Linked DNA regions of Sus scrofa: region 2 is linked to region 1. The links are chromatin contacts, called in public HiChIP or PLAC-seq maps. All regions are on one chromosome and are shown on one strand. Each heading gives the region's core, a stretch centred on a gene start, on an enhancer-like site or on the middle of the called end of the contact. The rest is flanking DNA. Distances are from core to core; before and after follow the strand shown.

Region 1 (7,445 bases), core at 4,541-7,040:
AACTTGAGAAGATGCTAAACCCTCCCCTTTGGTGGACTTCAGGCTGGGCAGAAGCTGAAAGTAAAAGCCAAGGCAGAGCTGTAAATAGACCGGTGTTGGAATCTATTGGAGTAGTGACCTAGCACAGACAGTCTGCAAAGACTGGGAGTTTCAGCTCTTATATTTAGGTCTCTGGCCCATTTTGAATTATTTTTTTCCTACATGGTGTGAGGAAGGAGTCCAACTCCATCCTTTTACAGGTGGAGATCCAGTTGTTGCAGCAGCATCTTCTGAAAAGACATTATATTCTTTCCCTATTGAGTGGCCTTAGCATCTCTGTCAAAAATCAACTGACCATAGATGTATTGGTTTATTTTTGATCTCTATTCTATTCCACAGATGTGTACATCTATCCTCATGCCAGTACCACATTGTTTTGATTACTGTAGCTTTGTAATATTTTTTGAAAGCAAGAAGTATGCATTCTCCAACTTTATACTTCTTTTCCCAAAACTGTTTTGGAGTCTCTTGTATTTCCACAGAATTTAAGGATTAGCTGTCTCAAGTATTTTCTAATTTCCTTTGTGATTTCTTCATTGACCCATGGGTTAATTTTCACATATTTGTGAATTTCCCTGTTTGCTGCTGTGAACCTCCTTTTGTAATTGATTTCTCATTTGGTCTCACTGTGATCATAGGACATGCTTTGTATTACTTCAGTCTTTCAGGTGACATTTTTTTTGTAGCCTAACATACGCTCTATCCCAGAAACTTCCATGTGTATTTGAGAAAAATCTGTATTTTACTATACTTGGGTGGAGTGAGGGTTTTTTTTGTGTGTGTGTCTTTTTAAGGCCGAACCTGCAGCATATGCAGGTTCCCAGGCCCAGAGCTACAACTGCCAGCCTACACCACAGCCACAGCAATGTGGGATCCGTGCTGAATCTGTGACCTGTATCACAGCACACAGCAACGCTGGATCCCCAACCCACTGTGTGAGGCCAGGGATCAAACCCACAACTTCATGGTTCCTAGTCAAATTCGTTTCTGCTGCACCATGCTGGGAACTCCAGTTTTTTTGTTTTATTTTATCTCTATGGCCATACCCACAGCATATGGAAGTTTCTGGGCCAGGGACTGAATCCAAGCCACATCTGTGACCTATTTCACAGCTGCAGAGATGCCAGATCCTTTTAGCCCATTGCTCTGGGTCAGGGATCGAAGCTGTGCCTCTACAGTGACCTGAGCCATTGCAGTTGGATTCTTAACCCACTGCACCACAGTGGGAACTGGGTGGAGTGTTTTATAGATTTCCCTAGTGATAAACTGCCCATTCTAGGAATTATTTTCTCTCCTCTCATACATACTCCTGTTAAGGCATGATATCAGAATGGGATACTTTGGCCCTTGTTAAGATATTCTGAAATCAGGGGTGTTCCCGTCATGTCTCTAGTCAGGAAATGAACCTGACTAGTATCCATGAGGATGTGTGTTGGATCCCTGGCCTCACTCATTGGGTTAAGGATCTGGTGTTGCCATGAGCTGTGGTGTAGGTCACAGACTTGGCTTGGATCTGGTGTTGCTGTGGCTGTGGTGTAGGCTGGCAGCTGTAGCTCTGATTTGACCCATAGCCTGGGAACTTCCATATGGTGCAGGTACAGCCCTAAAAAGCACACACACACACACAAAGGCTGGATTTATGGAACACTTTATATATACATATATTTGCGTGTGACATTGATGCTAACTAAGCTAAGCTCTTTCTATGCATCACCTCTGGGCTGCAAACAATGCTATGAAGTGGGTACTATGATAAGTCCTACGTTTAGCACACAAATTGGAAGGAGTTCAGAGAGGAACATGGGAAGGCTCAGAGAAGTGAAATAACCTGCCTGAGGTGAGGGTGGGAGGACCTGAAACTAGAGGTCTGACTTCCAGTTTCCTCACGGGAATCAGTCCTCCACACTGTCTCCCACTATGTTCTCTGCCGTGTCCTTCAAAGGTGGCAACATAACTTAGGAAAGAGAGACACCTACCTTATAAAGGCGACAGTCCCGATAATGACACAGGCAGCCGAGGTGGTTTCTTTTGAAAGCCACTTCCACAAGCATATTAATCCCCACACATAACAACTGGCTACAGACAGACTCGGTGAGTCACAGCACAATGGAACTTAATGCCCTTTCATCCAAGGGCTTCAAAGGGCTTCGTCAACACTAATTATGCCCCCAAACCCTTGTGAAGCGGTGACTGGTTCAATTTTAGGAGCATTCAGTCACATATAGAAGTTGCCAGCAGCCCAGAGGTTACACAATTCCAACACACACCTACCAGCCCCCCTCAAGTGCCCAGTGGAGGGCAATTCAGAGTTGAGTGACAATCTGAAGAGCTCCTAACATCAAGTTCCTTCTCCAAACTCAGCACTGGAAACTGAGATGGTGGCATCCAGGTCTGCTGGCAGGGAAGGAGGAGAAGGAGGACGCTGGGCGCCTCCACCACTGGACACCCCCGGGAGCTTTCCCATCCCACCGCGCTCCACTTTTCACTGAGGACCCATCCCTGGTGTTTTCATCAACATTATTCAAAGTGCTAAGTGCTCCTGGAGCTCCCATTGTGGCTCAGTGATAACGAACCCAACTAGTATCCGAATGAGGATGCTGGTTCAATCCCTGGCCTTGCTCAGTAGGTTAAGGATTCGGTGTTGCCGTGAGCTGTGCTGTAGGTTGCAGACGCAGCTTGGATCCTGCATTGCTGTGGCTGTCGTATAGGCTGGCAGTTGCAGCTCCGATTCGACCCCAGGCCCGGAACTTCCATATGCCGCAGGTGCAGCCCTAAAATGCAAAAAAAAAAAAAAAAAAAAAAAAAAGTTAAGTGCTCTTAAGTCCAAGTGGACGACTAACCCAGAAGAGGGATTTGACCTTGGGATCAGTGACTCTCTGCTTTATGGGAGAAAAAAAGATGCAGGAGGAAATACGGGTGCTCCCACCAAAGGGCAGGGCCCAAACACCAAAGGGGAGGGGACAGTGAACCCAAAGTCACTTCCCTCTCTGCTTCAGCTTGCCATATAGACTTGGCAGTCCTACCTCTGCCACTCCCTGCTGTATGGCTTCAGGGGGTTACCTGAACTCTCTGAGCCTCAGCTTCCCCTCTGAAAAATGGAGCTGACTGTAAACCCTCCTAGGATTGTCGTATTATATGAAATAAGGGACATGCTGAAATATCACCTGACATGAAATATCACCTGATATGTAATAAATATTAAAACAATTCTAACTGCTACTATTATTACTTTCATAATTTTCTTTTTTCTTTTTCTTTTTACAGCTGTACCTGTGTTATACGGAAGTTCCCAGGTTAGGGGTCAAATCGGAGCTGTAGCTGCAATCTTATGCCACAGCTTCAGCAACAATGCATCTGAGCCACATCTGCAATGTACATGGCAATCTACATGGCAACTTGCGGCAATGCTGTATCCTTAACCCAGTAAATGAGGCCCGGGATCAAACCTGCATCCTCACAGACACCATGTCAGGCTCTCAACCCACTGAGCCACAGTGGGAACTCCATAATTTCCTTTTTTTTTTTTTTTTTTTTTGGTCTTTTTAGGGCTGCACCTGCAGCATATGTAAGTTCCCGGGATAGGGGTTAAATCAGAGTTGCAGCTGCCAGCCACAGCCACAGCATCACCACATCCGAGCCACATCTGTGACCTATACTGTAGCTCATGGCAATGCTGGATCCTTAACCTACTTAGTGATGCCAGGCATCAAACCCACATCCTCACGGATACTAGCTGGGCTCGTTCCCCCTGAGCCACAACAGGAACTCCCCTAATTTTCATTTGTATCATCATTAGCAACAGCTCTAAGGACCCTTCCGGCTCCAATGTTCTCTGACCCAAAAAGTGATCTTTCACTAGCTGCAACTCTGAGAGAAAAGAAATCATTCTCAGAAAAGCAGTCAGAGGTCACAGAGGCAGGAAACCTTGCTTGGATGTGGGAAAGCCTGGCTCAGATCTGCTCCACTGTCTGCTTTACATCTACCAACAACTGCCCCCTATTTAAATTCTATGGTGACACAACTGGCATCGCTTGCTACTAAAACTGACTTTCCACAGTCCCTTGGGCTTAAAACGACTAAGAGGTAAGTATAAACTGCATTCTGGCTTGCTTTGAGGGTTACGCATATTCAAATGCAAGGGATGCCACAGGCTGGCTAACAGGCTCAGCTACACCTGTAACCTGGCTTGGCTTCCCTGATGTTTACCTTCCTCATCAGGTGAGGCATAACCTTCTGCATGACTGCCATTTCAACACTTACTAACCAGTGTGGGGAGAGAAGGGGCCCTGCAGGGTGGCACAAGGTAGGCAGCAGGGAGGGGTGGATAAAACCAAGGCCTTTGGCAGTGCACAGACTAGATTCAACTTCCAGTTTTACTACCCATTGACGGTGTGACCTTGGGCAAGTTAATTAACCTCTCTGTGCGTTTCCTCATTTGTAAAATGGGGATAGCATAATACCAACCTTATGGGGCTTTTGCGAGGATTAACACAGTCCCTGTCGCAATAAACACAGCTACTGTTAGCTGCTATGATGATGATGGTGATGATCACAGCAACTGCGAATTGGCTATAAAAGTGTGGATAAAGGACCTATATTTTCCTGCCAGGAAGACTGACAAAGGCTTCATGGAAAAGGGGATATCTGAGCTGGAGCTAGAAGGGTGGGTAGGATTTCCACAGGCCCAAGACAGGGGATGGTGCTGGCAGCTTCGGTTTCCTTATCTGTAAATTCAGGTATCCTCATGACCACCCCATGGGGTGGACTTAATACTGACCTGCAGAGGAAGTGCATTAGGGAAACCAAGTTATCACGCCGCAGTGACAGAGCTGGCAGCAGAAGCCAGGTCTCTCTGATTCCAAAGGCTGTGCTCTTAACAGCTGTATCTCTCTTTTGGAGCCAAATTCTGTCCTGAAGATAGTCACTTGTGGAAATGGCTTCCTCACCTCCCTCCCAGATTTCTTCGGGGAGGTGATATCTCAATTATCATACAGTTCCTGCCCCACCCATCACAGGCAGGTGACACAGCAGGTGCTCAGGTGACATGCCTATTTGCTAAATAGAAGAACTGAGGCCTGACGCTTGCAGGCTGAGGCAAAGCCTTCAGTGTCAGGGATCCGTGGGGATGCTGCCTCCCGGGCAGTTCAACCTGTTGTCTCTCTTTCACAGACCACCCTCCCCCAACAACCAAGATACAAAGTTTTTGTACATTCTGATGCCCAAGTTGTAACATCAGAATCCCTTCCCTGCTGGGTAGGGCAGAAGGCAGGGCTGCAACTCACAGCAAACTGCTTATTTCTTAACAAATGCACCCTGACCAAGCTGGTCTTGGAGCCTCTTAAGGTTTTCCCCAAAGGTAAGAGATGACTTTGGGGCAGCCTGCCCAGCCACAAGCCCATAGTGTGGAGGATGAGAAACCATGCTGTTTTGCAGAGGTTGGTGGGGGGGGACCCCAACCCAGCCACCAGTGATTGGACCAATGCCAACACCTGACCCAAGCTGGGCCAATCATCTGCTCCTTCTTTTTCAGGTGAGGGTAAGAGTTCTAGCACCTTTCAGGCACCACTGCCCATCCCGCCCCTGGGGTCCTGTGGCCTTATGATAATTTTCCCTTCTGCTTCAGCTTCCCTGAAATGGATTTTTATTCCGTGCAACCAGAATAGCCACAACATAGTCAAGGAGGAAGGAGAGAGCTTCCCCATAGAACCCCCTTCCCCTACCCCGAGGCTTCTTTCTGCTCTGGGTAACTTCATTTGTTCCTGTTTGTAACTATGGGACATTTCTGAGTCAAGCAGTGAGTCAAGCCCCTCCTGCATCCTAGCTCTGGGCTAGGCACTTTTTTACAGATCTCCGCATCCCTGGAGGGATAAGGGATGGAAGGAGGTCTTACTACCACCATCCGACCCATAACAGAAGCTCTGAGGGTTAGCCAAGCCCTAGGTCCAAGGTCACTTAGCTAGGTAGCAGCAGAGTAGGGATTTGAGGCCTGGTCTTCTTCCCTTTGTCAGCTTATCACCCTTTGTTCAGCTGCCTGTCTGCCACCTCAATTCTTAAGTTCTTGGTACAGTCAGTCTAACTCATTTATCTTTGCTTTGGGACAAAAATCTTTCTGTAATAAGTAACTGAATGAAATCTGTGATTAACACAGAAACTTATTAGAAACATCATAAGGGAGAGCGTTCTGTATTTTCTTAGATTCTGTGTTTGGCTATTTGGCACCATTCACCACGGGGCCAATTATACCAACTATATGTTCCATTTTCCTGATGCTCTGGCATCTGTGACCTCACTGGTTGGGGAAAGACCGCCTCTCACAGGGCTACCAATTCTTTGTGGGTTTTTTTTTTTTTTTTTTTTTTTTTTTTTTTGCTTTTTAGGGCTGCATCTGTGGCATACAGAGATTCCAGGCTAGGGGTCAAATTGGAGCTACAGCTGCCGGCCTACACCACAGTCACAGCAACATCAGATATGAGCATGTCTGTGACCTACTCCACAGCTCACAGCAATGCCGGATCCTTAACCCACTGAGCAAGGCCAGGGATCAAACTTGCAACCTCATGGTTACCAGTCAGATTTGTTTCTGCTGCACCACAATGGGAAGGGGCTACCCAATTCTTAGAGACAGCAAAGGGGCACGCATTCTGGGCTGTTCACTGCAGCCCTCTATACAGTCACCCCAGATTACAAACAACCTAAACATTCAACGATGGGAGGAAGGTCCAACAAATTTTGATACAGCAGCTCAAGGGATTACTGGGCAACCAAGCAGAAAGCACGCTTGCAATCACTACTCAATGACACGGGGAACTAGTACACAAATGAGGTTAAGTAAAACAACCAAGACACCAAACTTTCTGTACAATCTGATCCCAAATTTGTAAAACCGGAAAAGACTAGGAAGGAAATACACTGAAATATGAACAACTGTATGTTGTAATGGAGCAGGTGATTTTTTAAAAAAATCAAATCTTCTAAGTAGAAATGAATTCCTTTGAAAATATTTCTCTACTTTGGAGTTACCGTTGTGGCTTCGTGGCTTATGAACCCAACTAGTATCCACAAGGATGCGGGTTCCATCCCTGGCCCCAGTTAGTGGGTTAAAGATCTCTACTTTCCTATTTTGATGTATTTTGGGAAATGGCTTGACATGGGATCTCAGTTCCCAGACCAGGGGTTGAACCTGGGCTGCAGAGGCGGAAGTGCTGAGTCCTAACCACTAGTCCATCAGAATTCCCTACTATTTATTTATTTATTTATTGTCTTTTTGCCATTTCTTGGGCCTCTCCTGCAGCATATGGAGGTTCCCAGGCTAGGGGTCCAATTGGAGCTGTAGCCGCTGGCCTATGCCAGAGCCACAGCCAACGCGGGATCCGAGCCGCGTCTGCAACCTACACCACAGCTCACGG
Region 2 (7,292 bases), core at 2,792-5,291, 160 kb before region 1:
CCACTAGGAAACTCCCAGCACTGCGGCATTCTTTAAAAGCTTCAGGAGACCGAGGTAAAATTCACTCGAGAGACTGAGTTTGAGCCAGGAAGGGCCCCTCTCAACTAATATATGGTCTGTCATCAGACAGAGGCTTTCATGTCAATAGAGACCTGAAGGTCATTCTTATTTTTACCTGCTTCTCCCAAATGTGGGCAGGCAGAGCCCTGCAGGCTTGGACAGTAGATTCATCTGACACTGAACCACAGTAGTTTGCTTCTTTGCCAGGAAATTTTCTGTGCAGGGAACGGGTGTCCTGGGACAAAGGGCTACAGAGCTGACACAATGCCCCGCTGTGTGCTCCCATCCAGTGGGCCCAAGACGATTCCTGGAGACATTTTTGTTGGGTTACTGCACACCCACAAATAGCTACTTTAAAAAAGGAAAAGAACAAAACTTCCCAATTAGAGGGCTATTCAGAAAAGGCATTTAAAAATGAACAGATCCTCAGATGCTCCTGTTACTTCTTGCGATAGACTGGAAATTGTTCTCCCAGCCTCCAGTCCCTCCCACACCCATCCATTCTGCACACTGCAGCAGGATTCATCTCCTTAAAGCACAGATCTGATCTTGCCACTTCCATGCTCCAGCACCTTCCATGGCTCCCTATTGCCTTTCAAACAACGAAATACTGAAGATCCTTTACCCTGGAGCCCCTCTCTCTTTTCCTCACCCTTCTCCTGCTGCTTCCTTGGCCATCTGCCCTGCTGCAGCTTCTCCCTCCAGCTTTACTCTCCTCTTCTCATCCCTTCCTCTCCTCCCACTCTCTCCTACTCAGTCTTTCTCTCTTAAAATAGATGCTGTTTCTTCCATGGAGCCTTCTCTGAGCACCAACCTCTGGGCAGAGCTGGGAGCCCAAGCAAGAGGCTTCCCTAACACCCTGAACTTCCTCCTATCACAAGAAAATGTGTGGGATATCTGTGAGAGAAATCTCCCATGTGGGAGTTCCCGTCATGGTGCAGTGGAAACAAATCCGACTAGGAAACATGAGGTTGCGGGTTCGATCCTTGGCCTGGCTCAGTGGGTTGAGGATCCAGTGTTGCCGTGAGCTGTGGTGTAGGTCGCAGACGTAGCTTGGGTCTGGTGTGGCTGTGACTCTGGCATAGGTCAGCAGCTGTAGCTCTGATTAGACCCCTAGCCTGGGAACCTCCATATGCCACGGTGCGGCCCTAAAAAGCAAAACAAAAAACAAAAACCAAAACCAAACTCCCGTGTGAAGGTAACCCCCCTACATCAGGAGGATAAAAAGCACCCTTATCAGCAGAGTTAGGGAATTCAAGGCTAAGAGAGCTGTAGGAACAAAACATTGTTACTTCCTCATGAGTCTGCTACCCTAAGTGCAAGCCCCTTTGTTTTGTTAAATCTTCACAAATGACTGTCTGAAAATGATATTGCATAAAAAACCTGCTGTGGTCACTTCAGGGGGTCCCATTTTTATGAGACCTTGGTGCATATGAATTAATTTTTTTCTCCTGTTCATCTGTATCGTGTCCATTTAAGTATTAGACCAGTCAAATAAACTCAACATCACCAAAAGAAGGACAAATGGCAGCATGGAAGGACAAGCCACCTCCCTGCACCTGTTTCCTCCTCCAGAAAAGCCAGAAATAATGATGGTGCTATGCGTGGAAGCTGTAAAGGTTAACGGAGCTGAGGGGTAGAAGGTGCCCATCATGTGCCTGGCACACAGGAGGAGCTTAGTTAATGGTAATCATCCTTGTTGGTGATTTGGGTTCCATTCTAGTGTTTCCTACACTGCCAGGAGTCCCCAAACCTTGGCGTCTCAGCCTGTTGCGAATTGGATTCCCTTTGCAGTATTTCATCAAGACAGCAAGGTCCACGGATGGCAGTCCACCTCTTTCACCATTCTGCAGAAGTGAGAACTCGATGTTTGTTTGTTTGGTCTTTTTAGGGCCATACCCACAGCATACGGAGGTTCCCAGGCTAGGGATCAAATCAGAGCTATAGCTGCTGGCCTATACCACAGCCACAGCAACACCAGATCCTTAACTCACTGAGCAAGTCCAGGGATCAAACCTGCATCCTCATGGATGCTAGTCAGATTTGTTTCTGATGAGCCACAACGGGAACTCCGGAACACAATGTTTGAAACAGCTGTGGCTTTCCCAGGGGACCCTATTTGCATTGCCAGGGAAAAGAAGTTTTTAGAAAAGGTATTGGTCAGCTCTAAAGTTAATTGAAATCAACTCCATAAAGGTTAGATTTAAACTTTTTTTATTTTTAGACATTTTTCTGTAAGCATTTAATATCTTTTATTGATTCAGTGGCCAAATAAGGCAGCCTCTGCTCAGTTAGGAAAGGCACCTGTCAGAAACAAAATAATGACTAGGTCCCAAGATCCCTGTCTCAGGAGGCCAGCTGCAGACTCCTTGAGAGCAGGGACCAGAACTACTGTGTTTCTAGTGCCTCAACTGGCACCCAGGAGCCCTTAGAGGCTGTTTATTGAGTTATCTCTATTAGTTAAACACAAACCACTAACCTTTCTCTTTACCTCCCCCTCTTCCATCCATTTCTACACTTTCATTTAGCAAAAGAACTTAGTATAGAGAATGATTTCTCCAGTAATTCAAGGAAGATTCCAAGGTGGACAGAAGAGTTTGGTTTTAGGGCTAGAACATTCCAAACAACCTCAATTTTTTTTTTTTTTTTTTTTAGCAGAATACATTTGGGAAACATCTGTATTTGGGGCTTAAGTCCTTCAATGGCTTTGTCCCCTTGCTCCTTGGACCTAAGTGGTAAGGGAATGAAGCAGGAATCCTTAGCGCTTGAATGGATTTAGAAAAGAGACCCTTTGGCTACAACCATGGAAGCACAAGGGAGGCTACCAAAGTGGCTTTGCCCCACTTCCAGTGTGGACACTACACCCCTGACCTCACGCAGACCCAGGGATAAGCCTGTCTTCCTCTGGTTCAGCTCGCAAAAGAATCTGTTTCCTTTGAGCCAGGAGGTTAGGGAAGAGGGCACTGCAATAAGCATTTAAATGTATAATAAGAATATAAGACTTTTGAATCAAAGAGACCTGGATTTGAGTCTTGTCTTTGCAACTTACTAGCTGGGAGACTTTGGGCAAGTGCTTTCTCTCTTTGGGTTTAAAATTCTTGGCAAATGGGGAAAAAAAAAACCTCCCAGGGTTATCAGGAAAAATAAATCCCATGAGATAACTCATGGGAAAGCAGCTTGCAAAGTGTCTGGTGGATAGTTCAACAGAGGAGGGAGAAGAGATGTCTGGGGAAAAACAGTTTGTCAGTATTTCTCCAGACCTATTCAGGTAAGCTTTTTTTTTTTTTTTTTTTTAAGTGAGATGACGTGAGCCGTGTGACCCTGGGTCAGCCTCCTTATCTCCTGACCTTCAACTTTCTCAAAAGGGATTTCTTACCCCAAGAAGGAATTTACAGTTCCTAGAATTTACAATTAAATGATAAGAATGTGTAATTTTCTTTCTTTCTTTTCTTTTTAGGGCTACACCCTTGGCATATAGAAATTCCCAGGCTAGGGGTCTAATCTGAGCTGTAGCTGCCAGCCTATGCCACAGCCACAGCCATGCCAGATCTGAGCTGCATCTGTGACTTACACCACAGCTCACAACAACGCTGGATCCTTAACCCACAGAGTGAAGCCAGAGATCAAACCCACATCCTCATGGATATCAGTCGGGTTCATTACCACTGAGCCACAACGGGAACTCCAAGAATGCGTCACTTTCTATAATAGAATACAGATTTATTGCCTTGTTCCCAAGGTGACTTCAATCATAAAATGCACAATTGTTTAAAAATCAGCGGTTTTTTTGTTTGTTTGTTTGTTTTTTGTCTTTTTGCCTTTTCTTGAGCCGCTCCCGCAGCATATGGAGGTTCCCAGGCTAGGGGTCTAATCGGAGCCGTAGCTGCCAGCTTACACCAGAGCCACAGCAATGCAGGATCTGAGCTGTGTCTGCAAACCACACCACAGCTCACAGCAACACCAGATCCTTAATCCATTGAGCAAGACCAGGGATTGAACATGCAACCTCATGGTTCCTAGTCGATTTGTTAACCACTGCACCACAACAGGAACTCCAAATCAGCGTTTTGAGAGAGAAAAAAAAATACAATCTCATTAATGGACCCATCTATTTTAAGATATATTCTGATTTCAGAATCATTAAAATGGGAACAAGTGTATATCTTGCAATAGAAGAAATTTATAATAATAATGTTGGCTCCCATTTATAAAGCATCTACTGGGTGCCAGGCACTATTCAAGCAGCTTTGCTAAGTCCTTGACTTGTTACAGTCACCCAGTGGGGCAGATGTTATTCCTGTCTCATGCTTAGAAAACAATACGGGGGAGCTGAGTCACTTCCAAGGCCACACAACCAGGAAGTAGAGCTTGGGCGGCAGTTCTTCTTAATTGCAACCCTTTCGCTAGATTGTTTTCCAGGTGAAGGAGTCAAAGAGATGAGTCCCATCCAGAGAAATGGTGTGTGAATGTGGTACTTTGAATATATCCTGAATCTTTGCAAGGTGACTGGGAAGGGCAGAGGTAACACAAACAGAGCTGTAATCTAATCAGCCTCCAAATACTTGGACCTTGGAGGTAAGGTGATAACGGGAGATGGAGGATAGCTCAGAATCCAAATAGAGGGAAGCCGAGAAAGGAGACTGAGTCAAGGTGAAACCAGCCTTCCAGGGGAGAGGGAGGGGCCCTGAGCCGTCCTGAGGCTCAGTCCAGGCCCCCAAACACTGCAACAAGCTTTCAGCCTCAAGACCAGAAATCCTCAAGTCCACCCTATGCTTCTACTCTGACTCTACTAAATAAGTAGACACCTTTGGAGAATAATTCAGTTTTTCCCTCTTTTCTTTTTTCTTTCTCTCTTCTTTAAAATATTCTTGGCCACACTGTAGCATGAGGGAGTTCCGGGGCCAGGGAGGGAACTCGTGCCATAGCAGTGACAACGCTGGATCCTTAACCCACTGCACCACCTGGGAACTCCCCCATAAACTTTCCTAGAGGAAAAATGTGCTGACCAATTGTCGTGAGCTCAACAGCAGTCATTTAGTACCAGAACAAGTTATAAATTAACAAATTGGTTTTTTGATTAGTTAATCCAAGTTAGTTCCCCTGTGCTGGATTATGGGATTGAATATTTGCTCTGCAAAACTGTGGATGTGGCCCTTCCTCTGATGTGACCCCAGGGCAGACTCTCTCAGGAGCACCCCCTGACTTCTGCCTGTCTGTCTGTCTAGCTATTGTGCTTGGGGGAGGGGAACAGCCAAACCCCACATCAGTGGATCCCCATCATAGCTCTATCACCTCATCAGACGGCAAAAGAATATTCCACAGCTTTTGGGAAGGGTGGCAGGAGGAATATGGACACAGTTGGGGGTGGGGCAGTACAGGATGGGGTTGAGGGTTGCCTAAAGCATCAGGGATTGCATAAGAGAGGCCCCCGTTGACCTGACCAGAAGCAACTCAGAGTGAAGCTGCCAGAGGAGAAATGTGCTCCGTGGTCTTGACTGAAGGCTCTTTGGACAGTGGCCAAGACAGTGCCCAGTGGGGGTCACCGAGTCTCCACGTGGACGTCAACAGGGCTGAAGGTCACAGTTGCAGGGTGTTGGCTGCTGTTGCCGTTTCGACCCAGGGCAGCAGGGGAGGCTGGCCTGGGGCTCTTGGGCTCCAGCTCCCGTCTTATCCTCATTTTCCTGTAACGAGATGCACACGCATGGCTGAGTTGTCCCCTTTGCGTCCCTGGGGAGTGGGCTCTGGGACTATAGCTCTGGCAAGGAGATTCATTTAGATCATCAGTAAATCATGTTGCTTGATTGCCACCACAGGGTTTTACAACTGGAAGGGACCTGAGACATCAGACAATCTGGTCCTTCAGTCTTTCGTTTAACCTAGATTAGATACTTGATTTTAATTCTTCTTATTAATGAAGGAGTAAAGTGACTATCTTTTCTTTCTTTTTTTTTTTTTGGCTGTGCCCTTGGTAGTTCCCTGGCCAGGGATCAAACCTGAACCACAGCAGCAAGCCAAAGTGCTGGAGTGACAATGCTGGATCCTCTTTTTTCTTTTCTTTCTTTTTTTAAATTTTAATTTAATTTAATTTTATATATATATTTTTTCCATTATAGCTGGTTTACAGTGTTCAGTCAATTTTCTACTGTACAGTATGGTGACCCCGTTGAACATACATGTATACAATCTTTTTCTCACATTCTCATGCTCCATCATAAGTGACTAGACATAGTTCCCAGTGCTATACAGCAGGATCTTTCTTTTTTTTAAATTAAGGTATAGTTGATTTGCAGTGTTGTTCAAATTCTGCTGTACAGCAAAGTGACTCAGTCATATGTATATATACACATTCTTTTCTTTTTTCTTTTTTTGTCCTTTCAGGGCCGCACCCATGGCATGTGGAGGTTCCCAGGCTGGGGTCAAACCGGAGCCACGGCTGCCGGCCTACACCAGAGCCACAGCAACATGGGACCTGAGCCACGTCTGCCACCTACACCACAGCTCACAGCAACCCCGGATGCTTAACCCACTGAGCGGGGCCAGGATCAAACCTGCGTCCTCATGTGTACTAGTCAGATTCGTTTCCATTGAGCCATGATGGGAACTCCCTAAAACATATGTCTTTGCTTTCACTTCATATGCCGTAAAATTCAATAGCTAACGGCAACCAATAATTCTAATGTCTACATGAAATTTCATCCTGTTGATCTATCATAATTTTTTTTCTTTTTGGTCTTTTTAGGGTTGCACCCACGTCATGTGGAAGTTCCCAGGCCAGGGGTTGAATCAGAGCTATAGCTGCCTGCAGTCACAGCAACACCAAATCCAAACCACATCTTCGACATACACCACAGCTTAAGGCAATACCAGATCCTTAACTCACTGAGTGAGGCCAGGGATAGAACCTGTGTCTTCATGGATGCTAGTCAGATTTCTTTCCACTGAACCATAATGGGAACCCCCCCCCCTTTTTTAATTCATCACATTTGTGGCATGTGGAAGTTCCCGGACCAGGGATCAAACCCACATCACAGCAGTGACCTGATCTGCTGCAGTGACAATGCCAGATCTTTAACCTGCTGTGCCAAAAGGGAACTCCCTTCTTTTTTCAAAATGTCAGAGCCTCAGAATTGCACGAATAGTGCAATTAATACCTGAATACCCTTCTCTGAATGACTTGCCATGTTTGCTTTCTTTCTCTTTCTCTCCTCATTTACACACACTCACACACACAC

Evidence for each region. HiChIP or PLAC-seq counts read pairs in DNA pulled down with a chosen protein or histone mark.
Region 2: a contact with region 1 is called in an H3K27ac HiChIP or PLAC-seq map of alveolar macrophages. The contact joins two enhancer-like sites. A contact is called at or near these places in 4 of 47 Hi-C or Micro-C datasets (embryonic fibroblasts, fetal skeletal muscle, liver and 1 more) and 1 of 2 datasets of contacts at active chromatin or transcription factors (alveolar macrophages).

What each region holds. Positions count from the first base shown.
Region 1 is chr6:82,116,041-82,123,485 of Sscrofa11.1, reverse strand. The region is part of intron 2 of NIPAL3 (NIPA-like protein 3); the gene reads right to left. Among named protein-coding and RNA genes, the nearest start is that of NIPAL3, 8.2 kb to the right of the region's middle. Within about 2 kb of position 5,790, at least 3 of the 83 cell types and tissues checked have an H3K27ac peak or open chromatin away from gene starts, as enhancers often do. A contact at or near this core is called in alveolar macrophages, where this site is marked.
Region 2 is chr6:82,279,265-82,286,556 of Sscrofa11.1, reverse strand. NCMAP (noncompact myelin-associated protein) reads right to left here. Exons shown (of 4, transcript XM_005665097.3): 4 at 2,670-5,741. The coding sequence ends at 5,600. Among named protein-coding and RNA genes, the nearest start is that of SRRM1, 26 kb to the left of the region's middle. Within about 2 kb of position 4,041, at least 10 of the 83 cell types and tissues checked have an H3K27ac peak or open chromatin away from gene starts, as enhancers often do. A contact at or near this core is called in alveolar macrophages, where this site is marked.